Regions from separate parts of the Mus musculus genome. Here regions 1 and 2 are each linked to region 3. Evidence: chromatin contacts called from public HiChIP or PLAC-seq and promoter capture Hi-C data. All regions are on one chromosome and are shown on one strand. Each heading gives the region's core, a stretch centred on a gene start, on an enhancer-like site or on the middle of the called end of the contact. The rest is flanking DNA. Distances are from core to core; before and after follow the strand shown. Region 1 holds the start of Gpc2 (glypican 2 (cerebroglycan)). Region 2 holds the start of Mblac1 (metallo-beta-lactamase domain containing 1). Region 3 holds the start of Mospd3 (motile sperm domain containing 3).

The links. HiChIP or PLAC-seq counts read pairs in DNA pulled down with a chosen protein or histone mark. Capture Hi-C pulls out chosen DNA fragments and counts their contacts.
Region 1: a contact with region 3 is called in a promoter capture Hi-C map of adipose tissue, with 2.3 times the contacts expected there. The contact joins the promoter of Gpc2 here to the promoter of Mospd3 in region 3. A contact is called at or near these places in 2 of 115 datasets of contacts at active chromatin or transcription factors (bone marrow-derived macrophages and pancreatic cancer cells) and 1 of 9 other capture datasets (adipose tissue).
Region 2: an H3K4me3 HiChIP or PLAC-seq map of bone marrow-derived macrophages shows a contact between it and region 3, with 3 times the contacts expected there. The contact joins the promoter of Mblac1 here to the promoter of Mospd3 in region 3. A contact is called at or near these places in 2 of 39 promoter capture datasets (erythroid cells and liver) and 2 of 115 datasets of contacts at active chromatin or transcription factors (bone marrow-derived macrophages and thymic regulatory T cells).

The regions. Positions count from the first base shown.
Region 1 is chr5:138,278,061-138,282,619 of GRCm38.p6, forward strand. Gpc2 (glypican 2 (cerebroglycan)) reads right to left here and starts at 1,877. Exons shown (of 10, transcript NM_172412.2): 1 at 1,589-1,877; 2 at 779-937; 3 at 155-477. The coding sequence starts at 1,754. It overlaps Stag3 (stromal antigen 3), which reads left to right and starts at 2,449. Exons shown (of 34, transcript NM_016964.2): 1 at 2,449-2,594; 2 at 3,805-3,978; 3 at 4,559. The coding sequence starts at 3,815.
Region 2 is chr5:138,191,499-138,195,861 of GRCm38.p6, forward strand. Mblac1 (metallo-beta-lactamase domain containing 1) reads left to right here and starts at 2,816. Exons shown (of 1, transcript NM_177878.3): 1 at 2,816-4,123. The coding sequence starts at 2,900. The coding sequence ends at 3,682. It overlaps Cnpy4 (canopy FGF signaling regulator 4), which reads left to right. Exons shown (of 6, transcript NM_178612.4): 4 at 340-462; 5 at 1,063-1,180; 6 at 1,267-2,396. The coding sequence ends at 1,403.
Region 3 is chr5:137,599,125-137,603,669 of GRCm38.p6, forward strand. Mospd3 (motile sperm domain containing 3) reads right to left here and starts at 1,584. Exons shown (of 5, transcript NM_001254762.1): 1 at 1,147-1,584; 2 at 853-928; 3 at 470-699. The coding sequence starts at 1,351. It also overlaps the pseudogene Gm7285.

The DNA of each region.
Region 1 (4,559 bases), core at 627-3,126, 680 kb after region 3:
GATCACCAAGTCAGAGAAGGCCAAGATAGAGGCCATGAGGTCAGAGGTGACATGGGAACAAAAGGGGGTGATTGTCTTGGAGGTGACAGTTCATACCATTAGAGGTCACTAAGGGTCGGAGGTTGCTGAAGTTCAGGTTGTGGGACCTCCTCACCTGTAGGCGGAGGCGGCGGGGTGAGTCTCCGAAGGGCTGCAGAGAGCCATCAGCAGTTGAAGTAAGCCGAGTAAGACAGAGCAGGAAGTCAGGAGGGAAACTGTATTGTGGGTGCAGCAAAGGGAAGGCTCTCTCCAGGAGCTGTGCCCAGAAATCCGCCAAGGTGTCATCTAACCCCTCGCCAGACTTCTCATAGTAGTCCCGCAGGCCGGAAAACAGGCTATTGAAGATGACGGCGTGCTGGGAATACAGGCGACCATAGGAATGCGAGAAGAGCTGAGCCAAAGAATGCTGGGATATAGACAGCATCTCCCGAAAAAACTCTAACAAAGGTGGAGGGATGAGAAGAGGGAACAGAGACAGGGAGAGCAGGGAAAGGGCAGAGGCAGGAAGGAATGAGGAAAAGAAGAGGCAAAAGAATTAGAAGCTGAGTAAGCTGGCAGACTAGGAACAAGGAAGGGCAGGGTCCTGTAGAGAATGTGGAGTGGGGATGGGAAATAAGCAGGGGATTCTGGGGTGGGTGGTGGTGGCCTAGCTATGACTGCAGGAGGTGGGAATAGGAAACGGGGTGCATAAACACAAAGAGGTGTGAAGCACATCTGGGAACCCCCCAAAGGTCCTCACCATTAAACTTTCTATGCCGGGCAGCCAGTGTGTGAATCAGGAAAGAGCCACTGTCCTCTACCAGGCCACGGAATGTGACTTCAGCATCCCTGATCAACTTCTGCTCTGTCTCACTGGAACAGCAGGTGTACTCCTGAGGACAGACTTGAAGGTGCTCACCTGCGCAGAGGAGACAGGGAGGAGGACTGGATGGCAAGAAGGGATATTAGGAATCTCCTTTCATCCCTCGCCTATCTCTGGGGGCTGATTTTTGTCTTCCACCTGCCCGGTTGCTTTTTCCTTTGTTTGCCCCTTCAGCCCTACCTGAACCCTCTTTTATTGTCCCTCACCCATCTCAGCTTCACTCCTATTTGTAATGGGATCATCTATTGAACAGCTGCTTTGAGGGCCATATTAGTGACCAGAGGGTCTTCAGGTAACCCTCCCCAACACTGCACAACCCACTCCTCCAGGGACTTATGGGACAACTATGGAATGAAGAACGGGATTTGTAGGGGTGGGGCTACTTGGTAAGCAAGAAAGTATTGTCATAGAAGCTCACAGGAATTGCAAGGCGATTTCTGGCTGTTAGAAAGACACTAACGGGTGTGCTAATTACAGAGAAGGGAATTCCTTGGGTGGGGACTGAATGAGAGTTATTATATGAGCAGCAGGTTTATTGTGATCCCGGGAAGGAAGTTACTGGAGAAGAAAGATGCTCAACAGATGAAACAATCATCATAATGGTCACTGAAAGGAAAGAGTTATTGTGAGATGGGGAGGACCCGTCCCCGCCCCTTCCCACCCCGACTCTTCCCTCTTTCTTCTCACCTGAGATGAGGGAGGGAGGGATTAGGTTTAAGCTATATCCCCGGGCCCCCAGCACCTGCCGAGTCTCTGCACAACTCCGGACGACCTTTGCCTCACTCCCATGTCCCGGCCCTAGACCCGGACACAGATGGAGCAGCAAAAGCAGGAGAGGTCGCAGCGCAGACATAGGTGCTCTCCTCCCTGGGACGGGGCAAAGTGGGTCCTAAGGAGGAAAGAAGAGTCCGCGGAACTCTAGAACCCCGTTCTCGGCCGCGGGACGTCTCGAAGAAAAGAATAGGAGCGTGTCCCCTAAAACTGAACAACCCCAGCACCGTAGCAGGACCAGGAGGCATCTGCGGAGACAATGGGAGCCGGGGAGCGGGACAGGGGGCGGGGCCCGAAGCGGTAGCCCGCCAATGATAAGAAGAAGCCGGCCCCAGGGGCGGGGACAGGGTAGCCGTGAAGCCAATGTGGAACGGCAACTCGGCAGGGGCGGAACACGGCCCGCACGGCGGAGGCTGGCAGGGGTAGGGGTTGTGGTCTTGAGAAGGGGCGTGGTATTTTGCTCGAAAGGCGGGGTTTGGGTGAAACTGAGCCAATTGCAATTGAAGAGCCGGACTGAAGGCAGCAGCAAACGCTCAGCCAATGGAAGGGGACATAGGAGTAAAGGAGGCGTGACCAGGATGGAGCGACTCCGCACGCGCTGGAGCCCACGTGACAGGACTGCACAGCTACATGCCTGGCGGCTGCTCGAAGCCAAGCGCGCTGAGAGGCAGGAACGTGGTTAGCACGAGCTCGCGCTGCGCCAAGTCTCGCGACACTTCTCAGCCGCGCGAAGACCAGTTAATCTCGCGCCTGCGCACGGCTTATCCCGTGCCTTCCCGCGTTTTTTTCTAAGGCTTAACCGCCCGCCACCAGAGGAAGAAGAGCAGCTGCGGCGGGCGTCTCGCGACCGAGGTGGGATGTCCACTGAGACCTGAAAGGACCTCTGAGGTGGTGACCTTTCTTCAGCCGTGTTCATCTAAAGGTCATTCTTCCAAGTTCAAACTGTGAGGTTGCCCCTTTGGACCCATAAATAGGCAGCGTTCCAACCCCCTGTCTCCACTGAGGTCTGTAGCTCTGTCTCGTGTCCGCTATGGAGGCCGGAAACCCTTTTTTTTTTTTTCGAGACAGGGTTTCTCTGTGTAGCCCTGGCTGTCCTGGAACTCACTCTGTAGACCAGGCTGGCCTCAAACTCAGAAATCCACCTGCCTCTGCCTCCCGAGTGCTGGGATTAAAGGCGTGCGCCACCACGCCGGGCCCGGAAACCCCATCTTCTGATTCAGAGAGATAAGCAGCCTCATAAACGGAAGACACCCTGCTCCCTCCTCCCCCACAGCCCAAATAAGCTTGGGGTCAACCTTATGCAGCGCGCTTTCTGGAAGTAGAGAACGCGCTTTACTCGTTGGAATGTTTGTGGCTTAACTCAAATGACACCTCTGCTTCCGGATCACGAATAGCCTCCCATTTCCTGTAGAGTCAGACAATGAGTTTCAGAAATGGAAATCTGAGGTGCTTTGCTGGTTCGGTTTTAGCAGCTGAGCCTCAGCCAGTGTACCCCTCTCTGATTCCTCTAAGAGGGATTTGTGCCAGAAGCTGCTCAGAAACTGCTCTGTGTAAACCCTCTGGCCTTGTTTGTTTACCTATATTGAAGATTGGCCCCAGATCCTCTGGCCTTATTAAATTAATTTACCTATACTGAAGATTGGCCCCAGATCCTCTGGTGTTATTTATTTATTTATTTTAATTAATTTACCTATACTGAAGATTGGACCCAGGTCCTGTGGCCTTAATTTATTTAGCCATACTGAAAGTTGGGTGCTGCCCAGAGTCTTGGAACATCTACTGCTCAGCTATAACCCCCAGGCCTCTTTTTTACTGTTTATTTTGAATAAGGTCTCACTAAGTTGCTCAGGCTACAGGCTACTCTGGAGTTCCAGGCTGACTTTGAATTTGATGAGCAACCTGCCTTAGCCTCCCAGGTAGCTGCAATTACAAGCCTACAGCATCACTCCTAGTTTCAGGTTTCTGTTTGCAAGCCCTTATAGCAGTAGTGACCATAATACCTCGATGTGGTTAGGTTGACTATTGGTTTTGGTGCTCTATCCCATAGTACTGAGACCACATTCTGGGAGAGAAAGATGATGGTCTATAGAGGGATATAGTAGTAGTAGGAACTCTTTCCTTTTTTCCTACAGCTGGATTAACATGCCTACTCTGTGGTCACCTTCTACCCAGCACCATGGCTCTTCCTCAGGCAGTGAGTCTTCCCCACTTCAAAAGTCTGTGAGACGTGCACAGATGGCCTTGTCTCCTTGTTCCTCCTCCATCCTACCCTGTGATGACAGAGACTCACAGGGAACTGCAGAGTGGTGAGTGCCGTTGGTGAGAGGTCTGAACTTGGGAGCTCCTTCTGCATCCCCAGCAGCTTTCCTCTCTGTTGTTTTCTAGCATGGTTGTAGTGTATGTGGGGCCATATGACAGTATCAGAAATGCTGTACTGAAAGCTGGATATGGTGGCACATACCTGTAATCGCAGAATATGGGACGAGGAGGCTGGAGGATAAAGAGGGTTAAGGACAGCTACATAGTGAATTCAAGCTAGCCTGGTCTGCATGAGACTCTGCTCTAAAATTAAATAGAAATAAACCAGTCAAACAGAAATGGAAGGTAGAGTAGGGTAAGGGAGAAGAAAGGGAGGAAGAAATGCTATATGGTTCTAGGAGTTGAATTCTGGTCATCAGGCTTCCTTGTTGAGCCATTTCACCTTCTTTTAGTTCCTCATTTTTCATCTCTAATGCTTTGAAGTGACTTTTCTTGTCCTGTATCTTAAAATTTGAATGTTTTTCCTCATATAGATGTGGCACAGTTAGAGATAAATAGAAATTATAATTAACTCTTTATGTGGCAGGAATGGGATGATGCTTAAGGGAAATCATATTCTCTCTATAGG
Region 2 (4,363 bases), core at 1,566-4,065, 590 kb after region 3:
TCAGCCAGTGCTCTCAATTACCGAGCCATCTCTCCAGCACCTGTCCTGTTGCTGTTTTGTTTTTTAAATGTGGATCTGGGGATTTAACTAAGGTCCTCAAGCATTTTACCAACTAAGCTACTGGGTCCCCCAGTCCACGACCTTGTTTCTCAGAAACAGAGACCTACATTATCCAAGATCCTCAATATCTGTCAGTCTCCCCCTAAGTCTGGAGTGTCCCCTTATTATGGCTAGACTCTTTCATAGAACACACCACAGAGTCTCCAGTAGTTGATAAAGCTGATACAGGAAGAGATGAGGTGGTAGACTTGGACGTATACCAATTTTTCTGTCCCTCAGGGTCAAAGTCAGACTATGGCAACACTGAAAGGCCTGGTCCAGAAGGGAGTGAAAGTGGATCTGGGAATCCCTTTGGAGCTGTGGGACGAGCCCAGTGTGGAGGTCACATTCCTCAAGAAGCAGGTAGGATGAGACAGCACTTGGTTGGTCCAGGAAGGTGGGAGCACTAAATCCCAGGACTCAGTGTCGGGGATGACTACCTCTGAGCAGGGAGAAGACAGAGAGTGAAGAACTGTACCAGTTATGAAAGTAGTAATATTGTGCTGCTCATGATATCTACCAATGCATACTAATGTGCCTGCCTACTGTCTCCTGGGTTTTGGGCCATACCCTTTCTAGCTACTGCCTCTTTTCATTCTCATGTCACAGGTGCGAATACCGGTTCCCACGTCCCAGGTGAGGCTCTGAGAGGTGTTGAGGGTTTGAGACAGGATTATCCCACGTAGCCCAGGCTGGGTCTGTAATTCTAGCTTGAGGATAGGGCCTTTCTTGCCGCTACCTTCTAACTGGGATTATAGGCATCTGGCACCTCTCGGAGTCAATATACTAGATATTAGATAGTAACCGATACTGGTAAATGTTGAATAAAGACAATCTCGCGTCTTGAAAGCCAAGTGTAACCTTTTGGTTGCCTGCCCCTCAAAAGACACTCAATGGAGTAGGGGGATAGGGAGTGAAAGGTAGAGGCCTTCCAACGCCCCTCCTCCTGCTCTTCTTTCCCAGTGTGAGACGATGCTGGAGGAGTTTGAAGATGTTGTAGGGGACTGGTACTTCCACCATCAGGAGCAGCCCCTCCAGCATTTTCTCTGTGAGCGGCATGTGCTTCCAGCCTCTGAAACTGGTAAGTGTAAAGGACAGACTCCTCCCCTAGCTTCCCAGCTGTTCCCGGCATTAACCCTGAGGTTGTTTTCTTCTCATTCCACCCAGCTTGTCTACGGGAAGCTTGGACTGGAAAGGAGAAGATCAGTGATGGGCAGGAGGAGGCAGATGACGAAGAGGAGGAAGAAGAAGAAGAGATAACCAAGACTTCAGGCAATCCCAAGCATGACCCAGAAGATCTTTGACCCTTACTTTTGAACCCCAAGGATGGGTCGTGGAGAGTTTTCTAAACTCTTGTGCTCTCCCGTCCTTCCCCGCCCCTAGGCTTCTAATGTCTTCTTGGTATGATCTCGGCTATGATCCTGGGGACCCAGAATGGCAACAGGAAAGGAGAAGGGTAGGGGGGAAGAAGCAGAAGCAAGTTTTGCCTTCAGGGTTGAACCACATGCAGCCACTTAATTGAACAAGTATGTGGTGACAGTTTTGAAACTTTTCTCTACGTTTTACTGGTCTTCACCTGCACCGATTGGTCAATAGTGGTGTGAGCTGTGGGAAAGTCACTTTGCTTTTTAAAGGGTCTATTTTAAACCCTTTCAAGAGGCCAGAGAAGAGCGAGCAGCGCAATTGGTAGAGTGCCTGCCTAGTATGGACAGTGATGGGAGTTGAACCCTGATGTGGTGGCATACCGCTGTAATCTCAGCACTCAAAGAAGCGTTGGCAGGAATATCAGAATACCATCCAGCTACTTGGCAGTTCGGGACCAACCAGAGCTGAACCCTGTCTTAAAGTAAGAAGCCAAAAAGAGACCCTCAAGAACCAATATACACTGCAAACATGAGGCCGTATACCATCAATCTGTGAATAAGAACAGGATGCTGGAAGAGAGTGAAGCAATACTCGGGTTAGATGGGGTAGACATGTGGGCTATATTTCCTATTTCACAGGTGCCATATTTTCTATATTGCTATTAAACCTTTTATATATATATCAGCTGAGTCCCATTTCAAACATGCACACATTATCGATGAGGGAGCACCCAGACAGTGGGGCCATTGGCCTGCTATCTATTAGTTGCTAATGGTGTTCTTATAATTATCCACCCCAAGGATACTGGTTGGGGTTGGGAAAACAACTGTACCACTAGGACTTGGAAAAGAGGATCAAGAGCTCAGTCTTCCTCAGCTATGTAGCGAGCTCAAGACCATCTTGGTCTCCTTGAGCCCCTGTATCAGGAAAATAAAAAACAAAACAAGAACTCAGAAGTTAAGTGTAATACATAATATGAACTATACAGGATTAGGATTACGCCGTGGTTCAGGCGCGGTAGTTTGTACGGAAGCCCATAAAAGGCAAAAAATCTCGCGTTTTCTCACCTTTTGAGTTTTCCCAGCGTTAAAAAACAAAAGAAAACAAAAACCCTTAAGGACAGCGATAGTTTAGTTTCAAAGTAGACAACAGCTAGAATAAAGAAGTAAAAGATATCTTTCAGATGTGGATGCGTGAGAACCTACCGACTATAAGCCTAAGGGGGGACTGACCAAAAGAATCTAGGAAGTCTTGAGGTCGCATGGAAAGGCCAGTTGGGCGATACCATCTTCAGCAGGGGTGGTAGTGGAGGGCGATACCACTTTAAGATCTGGTGGGTAGCAAACGAGTTGCACCTTGGAAAGAGTGGCGGGGCTTGCGGTAGGATTTTGGAGGGACTGGGCAGACGTCCGTGGCGGGGTAAATCTCCCTTGTCATGAACGGTCCAGTGCGCACCGAGCCCCTGCATGGTGAGATCCCTTTGCTGGCGTCCAGCGGCTCCTACTCCGTGGTGGTTCTGCTGCGCGGCTACGCGGAGCCGCAGGGAGCGGGCGACGCGGTGCGTGCTGATGGCACTGTGACTCTCGTCCTGCCTCGGGGCTGGGCCTCGGACTCCAGCCGCGGTTTGGCCCCATCCGCAGACGGCGGCTCTAAGACTGCCCTGGAGGAGGCGGTGCGTGGCCCCATCCTCGTGGACACCGGGGGACCCTGGGCGCGGGGTGCGCTGCTGGAAGCCCTGGCTACACAGGGCGTGGCCCCCGAAGATGTGACTCTGGTGGTGGGCACCCACGGACACTCGGATCATATTGGGAACCTGGGGCTGTTTCCCGAGGCAGCTTTGTTAGTCTCCCATGACTTCTGCCTTCCCGAGGGTCTCTATCTGCCCCATGGGCTGTGTGAAACGCAGCCCTTGATACTGGGCTCGGGACTGCAGGTGTGGGCCACGCCGGGCCACGGAGGACAGCGGGACGTGAGCGTCGTAGTGGAGGGCACCAGCCTGGGCACCGTGGTGGTGGCTGGCGATGTGTTCGAGCGACTTGGTGACGAGGACTCCTGGCAGGCCCTGAGCGAAGACCCAGTAGCTCAGCAGCGGAGCCGGGAGAGGATTCTGAGCGTAGCTGATGTGGTGGTGCCTGGTCACGGAGCCCCCTTTCGAGTGGTCAGGGAAACAGTGAAAAGTTCAGAGGATTTGATATGTGAAGGCAAGGCGGTTGCTTGACTGGACTCCAGTCAGGAAAGCCCCTTCCAGCGAGGAACCGGCGTCAGTTGGTCCGGGAGACCTAGAGGACACAGTCAAGACAAGCAATATTTGTCACGTGCAGCTTTCTAGGAGGCAGCTTCCAAACAGGACAGAATGATTGACATCAGTCCCCTTTAATCATTGCAACCTAAGCAGGACAAAGGACTGGCTTAGATCCACATCCTCCATGAGCCTCCGTAAAATATAGGAAAAAAAATAGTTAAAATATGTATTTGGGATGTGCGTGTGTGCCTGTGGAATTCTGAAGGCTACTTTGGAAGAGTCGGTTCTCTCCATCCTGTGGGTCCCCAGGATCGAGTTCAGGTTGTCGGACTTGACGCCAGGGACCCTTTACCTGCTGAGCCATCCTGATTTATATTCTTGTTAGGACCTTCAAAAATAAAAATCGACCGCAAGTCATACTGTCCTGATGTAAATGCAAAATGCTGATTGCAATAATCTTTGGGATTGTAACTGCTGCAGCAAAAGAGGAACAGTGTGGCCAATAGCTTGTTCCTCCTAGGATGCACACTGGTGAGACGGTGCCAGACACAGAGTAACCCCTTAGTAACCTGACTTCTTTTGTTTATTTTGTTTAGACAGTCTCACATACTCCAGTCTGGCTTCAAAGCTGAGGCTGGTCTTGAACTCCTGATTCTT
Region 3 (4,545 bases), core at 334-2,833:
GCGACTGCGTCTTCTCTCCCTACAGAGGTCCCCAGTGCAGGGCTGGGGTTACTGCTCAGCAGTACAGTACTTGGTACCTGGTAGGCCTTTGCCCAGTACTGCAGAAAACCAAGACCCGTGGAGAGATGACTCAATCAAAAAAAGGGCTGACCATGCAAGCATGGAGATCTGAGTTCAGTTCTCCAGAACATACTTAAAACTGGGCATGGAAGTGTATGCCTATAATCCCAGTGTTTGGGCGGTGGAGGCTCTGGATTCTGCACCGCCCATCCAGTCTACAAATGAATGTATATTAGGTTCAATGAGAGAGCCTGTCTCAAAACAACTAAGGGTGAGAAGAGACTGCACATGTGCTCAAGTCCATGCATAAGGACCCACATGCATATACTCACACAATACATATACACAATACCACACACACACACACACACACACACACACACACACACAAAGAATCTGTTCAACTCACTCTCCTGAAGATGTCTGGCTGGGGTCAGTCCTGTCCACACAGGAGGCCCTGGGTTGGGCGTTGGCTCAGAATGTCCCTGAAGCTCCAGGGGGTACGCTGGGGCTCGAAGAACAGAGGTGATGTCTTTTCTTCCAACCACTCGTCCCTCAGTCCCCTCCTCAGACAGCTCAATGCGGAATCTGTCCTGGACGTCATAGTGGCTGGGGACGGGGGCCACGTGCCGTATCACACTGAACCATTGGGAGGAAAGGAAGTGAGAGGCAACCAACCATGTAAATCCAGATCTCCTCCCCAGAAACTTTTCCCAGAGTGACTGCAGTCAGCAGGAGAAAAGACAACAGGTAGCTGTGGTGCCTGGCTGCTTCCCCAACCTCCCCACTCACATGTCAATGCAGGACTGAGGCTTCACATATCCCTCTGCATCGAATACCGTGTATTTGGCAGGTGCTGTGCACAGAACTGTCAGATAAAGATACGCGAAGAGATCTTAGGCAAGTTTTACTTATAGTGCTCCACCGGGGCCCCTCATGTCAGCAACCCCGGAGATGGACATGATTTTTTTTTCAGACCCAAAGCTAGGCATCTTGCCTCTTGATTAATTCCTCCAGCCCACACAGTCTTCCCATATCCTGCTACTAACCCCCAGAGCCCTAGCTCTAAGGCGCCCGTCTCTTCACCTCGGAAGCGAAGCGCAGTTCCCGTGGGGTTGTAGAGGGTCAGCAGCTGCCGGGGTCCACTTCTCTGGTCCGCCCTGAATACTAGATCCGGGGGAAAGACCAGCACCGGGACAACGGGTCCTGAGGAAGGAGGGGAGCCCCGGGACCCCCGCCCAGGGGCCCCCGGACCCACCAGCTCCTGGTCCTGGGGCGCCCCACGGCGCATGCAGGCTCTGGGCGGTCGGACATCCGAGGGCAGAGCTCAGGAGGACAAGAGGGTCTTAGAGTTTAGGGCTAGTGACGCGATGGATGAAAAGAGGACAGGGGGAGATCATGAGCAGAGCGAGGCCTGATGTCACCACTGCCTTGGAACCCCGCTAGATGTGGATCCTGCAGCCCCGGGCCCCGGTTCCCAAACCTCCTCTCCTGCCAGCTGGGCCCCAGGTTCCTATAGGCCCCGCCCCCAAACCGCACCGCAGTGGCCACGCCCACCTGGCTAAAATCCGTCCCGCCTCGTCGCTTCCCAATCCGGGTCTTCCGGTTTGGGGCGCAGTAAACCCGCCCTGTTTCTGACCACGCCTTTTCCGGGTCTTCCCGCTCCGATCTCCTGACGGACTCTGCTCTTTGAGAGTCCCTGACCTCCAGGTCACCGAATTGTGTCCCTGTGCCCTTTCCTTGAGCTCGGCATATGCTCTGCTCGGGATCCCGCCTGTGAACAGCCGCTTGTACTGTGATAATCACCTCGCGGTCAAAGTTTCCTCCGGTCAACTTGTGACCAAATTAAGGGCGCCATCTTCCCGAGAGTTCCTTTATGCACTTCCGCCGTACGGCCTCTCTTATTGGTGGGTGCTGAATCCCTTCCGCCCCAATGTTCGCTGATTGGTGTTCTTCAAAGACCAAACACGCCTCCTTTGGCACCACTGATTGGCTTGATCTTGGTAAGAATTTTATGTGTCCTGAGTTCCTTCTCTGTCTGAGAGTTAAGTGCGAGAGGCGGGACTGTGAGCAACGACCTAGCGTTTGTTTATCTGGGCCTGGGAAACGTATGATTAAGTCAGTAATCAATAAGCAGAACTGGATGAGGCAGGAACTTTTTTTTTTTTTTTTAAATAAGAGGGTTAGTGCTGAAGGGTTCGGACCCAGGTTCGCTTCCAGCATAGACATAGTGACAACTATAACTCCAGTTTCTGGGAATCGAACGCCCTCATTTGACCTCTGACAATACGTGGGTCATATACATGTAAAGAAAACTTTCGATACTAAAGATGTGCCTACAAACCAAAACAGGAACCACCAAGAAAGCAGGAGAACTTTTTCTAAGCCGGCGCTCCGTCAGGACGAACATGTTCAGCTCGAGCGCCAAGATCGTGAAGCCCAATGGCGAGAAGCCCGACGAGTTCGAGTCTGGCATCTCTCGGGCGCTTCTCGAGCTGGAGATGAATTCTGATCTCAAGGCGCAGCTGCGGGAACTCAACATCACCGCAGCCAAGGAAATTGAAGTTGGTGGTGGTCGGAAAGCTATCGTAATTTTTGTACCAGTTCCTCAGCTTAAATCTTTCCAGAAAATCCAAGTCCGGCTAGTGTGAATTGGAGAAAAAGTTCAGTGGGAAGAATGTAGTCCTCATTGCTCAGAGGTGGATTCTGCCCAAGCCAACCCGGAAAAGCCGAACGAAAAATAAGCAAGAAGCGCCCCAGAAGCCGCACCCTGACAGCAGTGCACGATGCCATCCTTGAGGACTTAGTCTTCCCAAGTGAAATTGTGGGTAAGAGGATCCGTGTGAAACTGGATGGCAGCCGGCTCATAAAAGTTCACTTAGACAAAGCACAGCAGAACAACGTGGAACACAAGGTTGAAACTTTTTCTGGTGAGTACAAGAAGCTCACAGGCAAGGATGTTAATTTTGAATTCCCAGAGTTTCAGTTGTAAAGAAAATGACTGAATAAAGTGTCATTCATAGTTAAAAAACAAACAAACAAACAAAAAACCAGGAGAACCATTTGGAAAGGGGAAGGTGATAGGGGACAAGAGATACAGTGGGGGTGATTGTGATCAAAATACATTTATACACGTTTTATATACAAATTGATCAATTTATTTCTGTAAAACTCATCTGTAATTAATATGATTAGAAAAAAGACAGAAAAACAAAAAGGAAAAGAAAACTACCAAAAGTAATCAGGCACAGTCCTGTAGTTTCAGTAGGGACAGGTGGGATTGCCACAAGTTTGAAACTCACCTGGTCTGTTACACAAAGGGAGTTCTAGGCCAGCCATGGCCACATAGTGAAGTCTTGTCTCAAAACCCACAAACATTGGAGGTGGGGAGAGATATGGTAGCACACACCTCAAATCCAAGCACTCTGGAAGCAAAGGCAGGTGGATCTCTCTGAGTTTGAGGCCAGCCAGGGGGTATAGTGAGACCCTATCTCAAAACAAAATAAAATCAAAAGCAACAACATTGGACCAGCAAGATGGTTTCACGTGGTAAAGGTGTTCGTGTGGAGCCTAAAGACCTGAGTTGCATCTTCAGGGCTCACTTGGTGGGAGGGAAGAACCAACCTCCATGTGAGCAGAGCTGTGTGTATATATGCACATACTCATATGTGGAAGTGTGGACGTGTACACCTCAACGGGTAACTGTAAAGCTAGGTGTGGTGGTGCACGCCTTTAATTCCAGCTCTTGGGAGGCAGAAGCAGGTGGATCTGCCTACAAAGAGAGTTCCAGGACAACCTATGCTACACAGAGAAACCCTGTTTTGGAAAACCAAAAATAATAAGTAAATAATAAATGTTAAAAAAAATTAAGTTATTTTTATGGGAAAGACTTCCCTGACAACTGATTTATCATGCTTTTGCTTGGTTTTGTGTGCTTATTTTGTTTCTTTATTTTTCAAGACTAGCCCTGGCTGTAGACCAGGCTGGACTGGAAATCAGCGATCCACCTGTCTCTGATTCTTGAGTACTGAGATTAAAGGAGTGCACCACCACTGTCTGTCTTTCTCTCTCTCTCTCTCTCTCTTTTTAGGTTTATTTATTTATATGTATATGAGCACTCTGTCTGCAGGTACACCTGCATGCAAGAAGAGAGCATCAGATCCCAGTATAGATGGTTGTGGAAAAACGAATTTAGAACCTCTGGGAGAGCAGTGCTCTTAACCGCTGAACCATCTCTCCAGCCTATGAGCCATCAGCCCCAGCCTTGCTTTCTTTGCATGTCTCTTGATATTTAATGTCATATTGTGTTCATCTCTCCTCCGGAGAATGTCTTCTCCAAAACCAGGGACATTTGTTTTCTGTCACATTTTCAGTACTTAAAAGGTAATCTTCGATTTTCCCAAGGTCCCGAGTTTAATTCGCAGCAACCACATGGTGGCTTACAACCATCAGTAGTGGTATCTCATGCTCTCTTCTGGTGTGTCT